Linked DNA regions of Sus scrofa: region 2 is linked to region 1. Evidence: chromatin contacts called from public promoter capture Hi-C data. All regions are on one chromosome and are shown on one strand. Each heading gives the region's core, a stretch centred on a gene start, on an enhancer-like site or on the middle of the called end of the contact. The rest is flanking DNA. Distances are from core to core; before and after follow the strand shown. Region 1 holds the start of HNRNPK (heterogeneous nuclear ribonucleoprotein K). Region 2 holds the start of DNAJA1 (DnaJ heat shock protein family (Hsp40) member A1).

Region 1 (5,289 bases), core at 731-3,230:
TTGGTTGAAAATAGAGGAAGAAAAGACAGTGAGAAAACAGACTTTCCTGTTGTTTAAATAGTAAACCTAGAAAACAAATGAAAAGAGGTAAGGAAGAAAACAAGTAGGAAAAAAGAAAATCTGACAATGGCATCTGGAAAAGAGGAATAAGAGTTAGGGAACAGTCATGAGTGAAACTGGGAAGGAGTTCTTAGACCTACTTGCTTTGCATTCCTGCCCATCACTCACCACTGTTTATCAAGTCAAAAAATTATGGCTGCAACAGAAATACTAGCTTGAAAGAAAGCATTATTGATACAGTACCCTTATATGTACCTGTTTATGTTAATGAAAGTCCCGGGTTTTAAATGACAGATTCAATTAAATGCTGCAAATCCTAACTAGATTAAATCTCTATAATCCAAGTAGCCCCAGCCCCTTCATACACTCAGTCAATTCTTGGTTGAACATTAAACATCTGAACCATATATTATAAAACCAAACTCGAGTTAAGTTTTACCTCCCCACAAGACTATAGTATTTTTCATGGCGGGGGCCATTACAAAAATTATACTGCGACTCAAAGAACCTTTTATTAACTCCACAATCCCAGACACTATGTACTAACAGTATTTAACTATCCTCCCAGCCAGCAAATGTTGGTGTTCAGATCGCCTTAAAAAGTTTCTTCCTAATCAAACAAGTAAGATACTAGATGGCTGATCACAGCCACTTTAAAAAGAGGCTAGTTACACCTAATTTGCAAATTCTTCAAGAGGGAAATCAAGTTACAACGGAATGAATCAGCACAAATTCATCATGACCAAAATATATATATATGTGTGTGTGTGTGTGTATTCAGCTTCACACGTAAATTATAGCATTTTTGCACTTACACATGAATTTGAGGTTGTGGGTGAGAGCCGGCGGGTTAAGTCAGGATGTGGATACTGGGTACTACCGGCAATTTTCCAGGTTTGTCACCGATTCAGAGTGACCTTAAGTGCCTTAACAAAGGAAATCATCACAGACAGACACAGGGGCCTTAGAAGTAACCAAACACAAAGCAAGTATAAAATGAATAAGCTAGGTCGATAATACATCTGAGGGCGAAGGTTTTGGTCTGTTTTAATCACTGCCGAATACCCTGACACAAGACGAGTGCTTGAAGGAGGTGGGTGAACTTTGGAAAGCGGATGTCTACAACACAATTTGCGATTTGCATTCATTGTAGGAAATGAAAGTAATACTTCCAGAAATTTTTCACACATAACTGCAGCAACGATACTACAAAATATACGTATCATAGGCCTCATGAACAAGAAAAGAAAGCGAAAAAAGAAAGGGAAAACAGAAAAAGAAAAGCTGTCGTCCGGACCAAGAGACCCTGGGCTCTCCGAAGGTGAACAGATTCAGGGCCGGAAGAGAAGGGGACAAGTTCTCCAGGACACCGGGGCTCGCCCGCCACGGCCTGGAGGGACGGCCTGCGTTTCCTGGAGTCTCGCCCAAGGCGCCGGCAGGCAGCAGGCCGAGCCCCGCGGCCCGTTACAGGCAGCGAGTTACCGCGGCTGGGGCCGGGCCGTTGGACGGGCTGCACTTACCGACGCGCAGCTCGCCCTGAAGCCCCGCAGACCGGGAGGGAAGGGAATACCGGGGAGAGAGGGAGGGAGGCGCGAATGTAGACTGTGGAAACAAGGGCACTTGTCTGGGCCTAGCACCGACCTGGGCGTCCCGACTTCCCTCGAGCAACAGCGGCTGCCGGGCCGCTCGACTTGAGAGAGCAGGAACCGCTACGCCGCGCGCCCTAATCCTTTTTAGCTCGTTCCCGCCAGATTTGCCGCGCAGTCATGCCCCTCCTCCCAACCCAGAAAACTCCTCCCGGCCGCGAAGACGCCCCTTCTCCCGCCCCCTCCCTGTGAGCGTGAACGAGACAGCCTTTAGTTCTCGCGAGAGGCTACCCCCCCCCGCCCCTTTCCCCCACAGCTAGTGAGTGCGCGAACGAGAAAGGAGGAGGGCGCTCCAGGCGAAAGCTCTGCAGACGCCATTATCCTCTGTTTCTTCGCTGCACCAACCTCGAAGTCTTGTCTACGTCCCGCTTATTTGCGGCCTAGAGGTAATTAGGGTTGTAAGGGCTTGGGTGTTACGGGCTCGGGCAGGGTTTGGCCTCCCCAAAGGCTGTGTTGACTTTTTCCAAGTCTGGTTTTTCTCGGGCCCTTAGCGGCCTTAGCCTGAAGGGAGGCGCCGGCGGGGGGCGGGGTTGTCGCCTCCTCCGGCGCCTTGATTGACGCGGCCTTCGGCCAATCATTTCGCCCTCGCGCCACCGCTGTAGCCGGGGCAGCCAATCGGGCACAGCGGCGGGGTAGGGGAGCGCGGGGAGGCGGGGGAGGGCGGCGGGGCCTGCGCTCGTTCTCTGTCTAGCTGTGACCGGCTGAGGCGGCGCGGCGGCACAGGGACGGTAGTTTTGCCTAGTAAGGAGTCGGGCTGGGCGAGCGGCGCGTGGGGGCGAGCGCCGGAGACCAATATCTCCACTTGAGGGAGGCTTTGGGGGCTGCTTAGTGGTTGGCGGGTTCTGGGGGGGGGAACGTTGCCGGGCTTCCCCTCCCCCCTCCCCCTCCGCCATTTCCCTGAGAGCGTATATCCGCAGTCCGCGTTGTGGTGTTGGCGGCTTCGAGGAATCGCAGGGCTGGTACCGGTGGCATGAGCTGTAGTTCTGGAGTCTTGGGAACTAGGCACGTTGTGCAGGGAAGAGGAGGGGCCGGCGGGTGGGCCCCGAGGGCGGTAGAGAACGCCGCCGCTCTCTTTGTGTGGGTCCCGCCGCACTTGGGCGCTCCCGGCCCGAGCCTGGAGCGGGAGCGGAAGAGCTGGAATGGTCCCGGCTGCCTCCGTTGCTTTGTCTCTCCCGCGGAGGGGGGGAGGGTGCGGGGGATGAGGTCTCGGGACCGCGTGGTGGGTGGGGGAGGGGGGTCCGCGCTCGGCTCCGCCTAGTAGCACGTAGTCGCCATTACGCGGGCCGCCATTTCCTGTCGGATCCGGGTGAGGAGAGGTGCGGAGCTGGTGCTCCCGCCTCGGGAGCTTTTCCAACTCCTGTTGCCTGGCCGTTGCCGACACCGGTATCGGGCGTTGGGGCGAGGAGGGCAAGTTTGAGCTCGGCGGGTCACGCACATACTTGGCGATTTTTCGCGGTCTGAGAGAGGGTGTCTAAAGGACCCGAAGGATATTTATTTATCCTTGCAAACAGCTTGGTATTGGTTTTTAACCTCTTTTATCCAGATCTGCCACCTCACGTCAGTGTTTAACCGAGTGGTGGGCCAGAAGGTTAGCGTTTTTGTTTTTTTTTTTTTTTTTCAGTTAGTGTTTGGACGGGTGGAAGGCATAAATGTTGCCTTGACTTTGAGCTCTAAGCTGTTTGGCTATATTCTGGCGAGGGCCACGAGTCGCCTCCTTCTACCAGTCTTGAGAGAGGAGCTAAAAGCAATTACATCACCAGCCTGGTATTGAAGATGTGGTTGTTAGGTTACACCCGCTTTTAATGTAATTTTAAAATATCCCGCTAGTGATGGTATTGGTGTTCAAGGGTTCTGTTGGATGGTTAAGTAGTACTGGCAGTTTCGGGTTTTGCTTGTATCAACTTTGCAGACTTAATTATTGCTCCAATGGATTGACTTGACGGTTGGATATGGTTTGAATTTGGCTTTATGTTTGTAAATTTTAAAGATTTCGGAGATAGCATTTCAAGTCAACAAAGGAAAGAAACCCAAAAGCGATTTTAAATTCCAGTATAAAAATAATCCTTCCATAAATTTATACTTCCCAGAACACAGGCTCAGAAGCTCATATGCCTTACATGCTTCTCTGGCTTTCTTTGTCATATAAAATAACTAGTTGCTGTGGAAGGACTTGATCCAATGGCTTAAAATTAGTGTTAATTTTTAACAAAATCAGATGATGGTCTTTTGTTTTTTGAGGCAGTTATTGTGAGGTTTAAGACCCTAAAACAAACACGTTTTAAAAACAGCTCTTTGGGTCGTTGTGTTCAAATTAACATTCATCAGTACTTAGTAACCGAAAAGGGAAAGCTGATTCGTGTTGGTTTTTATAGGCTACTGCAGCACCATAGTGTCAGTTGGTCCCGCCCAGAACACTTCAGTTCTGCTCTGCAAGGATATATAACTGGTACGTTCTGGAAGTAGAATCATTTCTTTGCTTTAAAAAAAAAAAAAAATTAATTAGGGGCACAGCTTACTTTCCAGTAAGCCAAATGTACTGTTCTCTATTTTTCACAGATTGGTGTGTCCATTTAATACAAGAAAATGGAAACGGAACAACCGGAGGAAACCTTTCCCAACACTGAAACCAATGGCGAATTTGGTGAGAGAACGTTTTACTGTTTAGATTTTCTTTTTTTTTTTTTGGTCCTGTTAGCTTCATTATATTACTTTAATTTGAGATCCTTATCAGTTCTGTTTTGGAGTTTATTTATGAACTAGAAGTAACTTGTTTGCGTAGGTAACTAAATTTATTTTTTAAGACAGTAAATATTAAAATGTTGCATTTTGAAATTGCTGTTTTGTTGTGTTAAAATATATTTAGAAATATTGGAGCTGGAGAGTGCTTCAATTTGTGCTTAAAGTCTAAGCATAGGTGCCTTTTAAAACTTAAAATTGGCCTCAAATCTCTAAATAGAATGGAATTACTTTCTCTAATTTAACTTGCAGTTTAAAACTAAAGTGTAATGGAAAGTGTCCTTGAAGATGTTGGTGCTCTCTCTGAAGTCTGAACTGTTAATTTCTAGGTAAACGCCCTGCTGAAGATATGGAAGAAGAACAAGCTTTTAAAAGATCTAGAAACACTGATGAGATGGTTGAACTGCGCATCCTGCTTCAGAGCAAGGTATCAATTTATTCTTGAGAATTTGAAAATGGTTATTCAAGTAGAAATTAAGATAAGTTCTTATTGGGCCATCTGGGAGGCCTTAAGGGCTGCAGAATATGAGAGATTTGTGTGGCTCTTTCTAAATATCCTTTTGACCATGGTGACTGTTGTTTTGCTAACAATAAAAAGGAAAGCCCATGATAGTGAGCCACCACAGGTCAATCTAGGAGATCGGTATGGATGATCCTTAAAGTATTAATGGATTAGAGATTATATCTTGATTATATCATGGGTTCATTAGAAAGCATCCACATGTTGCCAGCTTACTTGACTCATACTATAGCTTACAAAGTCAAGGTATCTACAATTACTTGTTTTGTGGAAAGGAACTATAAAACTAGTTTAGTACCAGTGCTTCTGTTTTACATTTGGTGTGTT
Region 2 (5,289 bases), core at 1,738-4,237, 2.5 Mb after region 1:
CCAAAAAGTCTTCACACACTAAGTTCCAAAAACTCATCAAGTTCAGCCAGGAAAGCTGATGTATTTATCCTGTCTCCATATAGGAGTATCGATCCAGAAATGCGCATTTACTGCTGAGCCAGCACTAACTGTTTAAAGGCTAGATTTCTCATTCTTTACCATAGTGCAGTCCAATAAAACTTTCTGCAGTGACGGAGATGTTTTATATCTTGTGCTATACAACAGTAGCCAGAAATCACACATGGTTGTAGAGCATATAAATATGGCTACTGCAGACTAAATAACTGAATTTTTATTTTTAAGATAATCTAAATTTGATGCAGCCAGTGGCTACAAAGGAGTGACATATCTCATCTAGGAATGAGAACTAGAAGATGGCGATCATATAAGGACAGAGGCTACAGAATGTACCTGCCAATGGTTAATAAGTTTCTAACTAGTGATTCTTCCTTCCACAAGGACTTTATCCACCATGAAATACTGCCTTACGTCTAAGTGGGAGAAATTCTCAAACTATCTGATCGACATGAAAAGTAAAGTACCATTACCTTCCTCTTCTAGACCCACCTTTGGCTTCTGTATCACAAATATAATTCTATGTGATTAATTCAGGCATGGTAACAGCTGCCCTTAATTCAGCTTTGTATGTTTCAGAATATAAGAAATAAAGCTTCTAAAATTTAAGGAAAACTTTCGAATTATCACACTTAAAAAATAACCTTTCATTGATCTAATACACACAAAGAAGAGTTTGCCAATCAATTGATTTTGACTGGAAATTGTTTTAAGGTAAGTTTCTTAATATGGCACGTATTTTAGTACAATACAACTGAAGGTAGATTAAACAGAGACCAAGCTTTTTGAAGGCAATGAACCTGTGTTCCAATCCAGACTCTGATGCTGGCTATATGTGACCCTGACAAATATTTAGGATTCTGAACTGTAACTCCCTTCGACTGGGTGTTATTCACTTTTGACTACATCCACTATTGGGGTTGAGGAGTAGGTGTGTAAGTTCTGAAAATCAAAACATATAAAAAGGGTTTTGAAAATTTTATGCTCCTGTAACTTTATTCATTTAATGCTTGACAACTTCAACAAAGTCCTATGTATCTGAAGAGCTTTAGAAACACTCATTTGTTAGCACCCTATTGGCTATTTTTAGTTTCATCCAAACTCATTTTAAAAAACTATCATAAAATGTTTACAGTCAGCTTGCAACATTACACTAACATGTGAACAAGCATTTAATAATATGTGAATTCTCAAGAATTCGCTTTAACCAAATTGGCTAATTTGCTATATGTGGACTAAGTCATTCTTACCTCTCCTTTCTCTCTGCATCCTTCCTCCTCCTCCAAAAAACATATCAAAGATATCCATGGGGGAGCCAAAACCACCACCTGCTCCACCTTCTTTAATTGCCTGTTCTCCTCCTTTATCATATAATTCCCTTTTCTTTGCATCAGAGAGCACTTCGTAAGCTTGAGAAATCTGTTTAAACTGTGTGAGAAAAAAGGGGATAAATTTCACCAAAAAAACTCAACTGTCACAAAGCACAGCCACTGTATTAGACATACTCAATTTCATGTTGTAATGGAAATACCATACACCTGGCAAGAACTACCCAGTTATGTTAAAGTGTGAGTATGGTACTCGCCTTCTCTCCTTCATTTGGATTCTTATCAGGGTGGTACTTCAAGGCCAGTTTCCTGTAAGCCTTTTTCAATTCTTCTTGGGTGGCATTGGGTTTGACCCCCAAAACATCATAGTAAGTGGTTTCTTTCACCATTTTCTACAGCCTGAAATAAAAAAGTTCAATTTTAACTACTTTCAACTGGTAGTTTTAATTAGTAAAAATCAAGAGTTTAGGCAAAGAAATTTGTTCTTTGCCAAATCTGATCATAAGAACATCACCTTCCCTAAATTTCACAGAGACGGTAACAAGTCCTTTGATAATTCAGCCATTAAATTCTAACAGACTAAATATAAGCTAATAATTATCAGGGAATAATTAAGAAACCTCCCATACTACTTTGTTCCCACTTTCCACCTGAAAACCTCCATCTCGATTCTTCCTGTCTCCCCTCCCCATTAATGACAGGGCAGTAAAGACAAGACGCACTAATAGGTTCAGTCCACTGTCATTATCATCTTTGGTAAATCTGATAAACCATACACTTCCTAGAAAAGACGTCTGGGCACAAGGCGGGGAGGAAGCTCCAGAAAGCAAGCTCCCCTCCCCCTCAATCCTGAGACTGTTTCTCAATCACAGGACCTACAGCTTCTCTGCTTTGAACGCCGAACCCCTCTTGCCCCACAAGCCAGCATAGCTTACATGTTCTTAGGTTTCCCCCTGCACTTAGCGCCGAGCGTTGGGCTTCCTTCCTTTCTTCCTCCGACTCAGGAGCGAAGGGGTGGGAGAAGCCCAACCCTCAACAAAGAGAAGGAGGGGAGACCGGAGATGCGAAAACCGCAGCCTCCGCCAAGCTCCTCCCGCAGCCCCTCGCCCCTGGCTCCTCCTGCGCGTGCGCGCAGAATCGCCCCCACCCCCACCCCACCCCCAGCGAGGGCGGGCGGAGGGAAACCCGGAGGCGGCAGATCCTTGGAGACCCCCGGCTAGATAGGCGAGGGGAAAGCTTCTGGAACGGTATCGGGCCCAGCCGTTGCGCACCAGCAAGGGCTGCCGGGACACCCCCATCAATTCTACAGAAAGGGAATCGAGGATACAGGAACCGACAGCCCCGCAGCCCACGCGGAGCCAACCGCCACTTGACCGCGGCTCCATCCCAGTTCCCGGAGCCGCTAATGGCGCAGGCCTGGGGACCAGAGGAAGCGTGAAAGCAGAAACTCACCGGTGAGCGGGCCGAGGCCGATGTGGGGGAGCGGGAAGGAGCGCGTTTCTGTGCGCAGCTCGGGCAGCCGCCGCTCCTCCGCCTCTCACCGAGCGTTCTGGAAAGTTCCGCCCGGCGCGCCGCAACCGTCGTCTTTTGTAGCCGAGTCGCGGCGCGTCACCCGCCGGAAGTCCCACCCCCTCCGGCTGCTGCCACCGCCCCGCGGTTACCTGGGCAACGGCGCGGGGGTGCTCGGAGTGGGAGGGACTCAGCTGAAGGGCCTTGTGGGGGTGGGCTCAAGACTGGGTTCCTGCAGCTCGTAGAACTTTCTGGATCCCCTTCCTCCACCCAGCGGGCCCTAAAGTCTGGAAGTCTTGGGCGGGAACAGGGATTTGCCCAGTAGCGCTGCGATTCCGTTCCGGGCCAACTCAGGATTCACAATCAGGAGAGCCGCCGCCACCGCCGCTTGCTAGAGCTCGGAGAGCTGGGGAACAGGGACGCTGGCCGGGGCGGTGTGCGGTACAGGAATCTCTCAGAACAAAGCCTTGCCGCACCTGCTCTCCGCCGGCGCGTTTGACACCGCTTTTGGCGTCTCTAACCGGTTTAGTTTCTTAGACCTGAGGTTCTGGGAAGCCATGGAGCATGAACTTCTGATCAAGACGGTTGTGGGCTCCTGAACAGTCTCAGGCCTTGGATCTTGCTTTTTTTAACGCGCTGTCCAAAGCCTCGTAATTCACTGAACTGCGAAGTTGGAAGAACCCTCCGTGCAAGTTTTGGCCCCTGTACACACGATATATACTTTGGGCCTTGTAATACGTTGTGCTCAGGCAGCTCTAAACAGGGAAACGTTTGGAATACTTTGGTGCAAACCCAGGGCCTTGGAACCTCTCAGGCCAGGCATTCACCTGGTTTGGCTAGCCTAGGCACAGTAACACCAAGAGTGGCAAACTTTTTTTTTTTAAATAAATGTTATTAGAGTTGACTTATAAACATGTTTCAGGTGTCATCAGTTCACTTGAAATCAGTATATCAGTTATACATATAGCCATTCCTCATCAGATTCTTTTCCTACATAGATTATTACACGGATGGTTTTAATTATTGGACCTAACAATTAAGTTCTACCAGTCTGTGAGTCTGAATCTGTAGTTTGCAAAATGAGTCCTTGGGGCTTTCAGATGTTGAGCCTGGGGCATAATGGCAAATGTGGTCTGTTTTCTTTATTTAATAACAAAACATTGGAGTATCTAGCATCGGAGAAGATGTAAAGTTGAATAAGCTCTGTACACATTTTAGTAGGGAGACGAGAAGTGAACTAACTATAAGGGAAGTGGAAGATAGAGTTCAGCGAGGAAAGATCTTGTATGTTCACTTGATGGAACAGAGAAAGCTCCTTTGGGAAAGTGGCAGTTGAGCTGAGTTTTGAAAGAAGAGGAGTATTCCCAGAAAAGGACAAAGTGCAAGGGAACCTAAGGTTAAGGTGTGAAAGAATATGATGCTTTTAGGAAATTGCAGTTATTTGACTATAGCCAGAGCTAAGAGCTGGAGTGACAGGAGGTGAGGCCTCAGAGGTAGTTGGAGAGCACCTGTTGGTGTATCTTACTCAACTAAGGATTTTGAACTTTACCCTGGAGTTATCCCCAAGCTTATCACCTCAGCCTTATCTCTTTAAGTTGTCACTATCTGCATTTTCCCAAATGCACTTTTTCACCTGTTTTTGCTTGTGCTCCAGCTGACAAACCCTTAACATTTCCAATCTTAGGTGTTGCCATCTCAGATATCACCTCAGGTATAAAGGGCTTTGTTTTGTTTAATCAGCAGTTACTAAAAGTTTAGTACTGGAGTTCCCATTGTGGTTCACCAGGTTAAGAACCCAGCTGGTATCCTTGAGGATGTGGATACATCCCAGGGGACACCTCTCAATGGGTTAAGGATCAGCATTGCTGTGAGCTGTGGTGGCAATTGCAGATTGCTGTGGCTGTGGTGTAGGCTGGCAGCTGCAGCTCCAATTCAACCCCTAGCCTGGGAACTTCCATATGCCTCAGGTACTAACCCCCCCCCCCCACAAAAAAAAGAAAAAATAAAAGTCTAATATTGCCAGGCAGTGAACTAGGGCTTGATAATATAAAAATCACCTAAATTCTTGTCCTGCCCTCAAGGATGAATGCCAATGTTAAGCATATGAGGTAAACATCAGTATGGTGTATATTAAATCACATCAACCAAGATTTTCCACAGTGAATGTTACCATGCTTAGTGTTTCTTAAATGTTACCATGTTTAGTGTTTCTTTTTGCCTGAGGAACCCAAGTGAAATTCATACAAGTATTAGAAAGATGAAAGTGTGATACAAACATGAAGATAGCTTAGAACTAATAACTTATCACTCCAATGGCAAAGTTAGGTGATGCTTAGTTGTCTTAAAAAACATTATTAGAAGTTCCTGCTGGAGTTCC

Evidence for each region. Promoter capture Hi-C pulls out the DNA fragments that hold promoters and counts their contacts.
Region 2: a promoter capture Hi-C map of fetal liver shows a contact between it and region 1, with 4 times the contacts expected there. The contact joins the promoter of DNAJA1 here to the promoter of HNRNPK in region 1. A contact is called at or near these places in 1 of 5 promoter capture datasets (fetal liver) and 1 of 2 datasets of contacts at active chromatin or transcription factors (skeletal muscle).

The regions. Positions count from the first base shown.
Region 1 is chr10:30,973,713-30,979,001 of Sscrofa11.1, forward strand. HNRNPK (heterogeneous nuclear ribonucleoprotein K) reads left to right here and starts at 1,981. Exons shown (of 17, transcript NM_001267845.1): 1 at 1,981-2,092; 2 at 4,079-4,152; 3 at 4,263-4,347; 4 at 4,772-4,869. The coding sequence starts at 4,290. It overlaps RMI1 (recQ-mediated genome instability protein 1), which reads right to left and starts at 1,837. Exons shown (of 4, transcript XM_005668027.3): 1 at 1,702-1,837.
Region 2 is chr10:33,442,569-33,447,857 of Sscrofa11.1, forward strand. DNAJA1 (DnaJ heat shock protein family (Hsp40) member A1) reads right to left here and starts at 2,988. Exons shown (of 9, transcript NM_001244163.1): 1 at 2,856-2,988; 2 at 1,661-1,802; 3 at 1,326-1,503. The coding sequence starts at 1,792.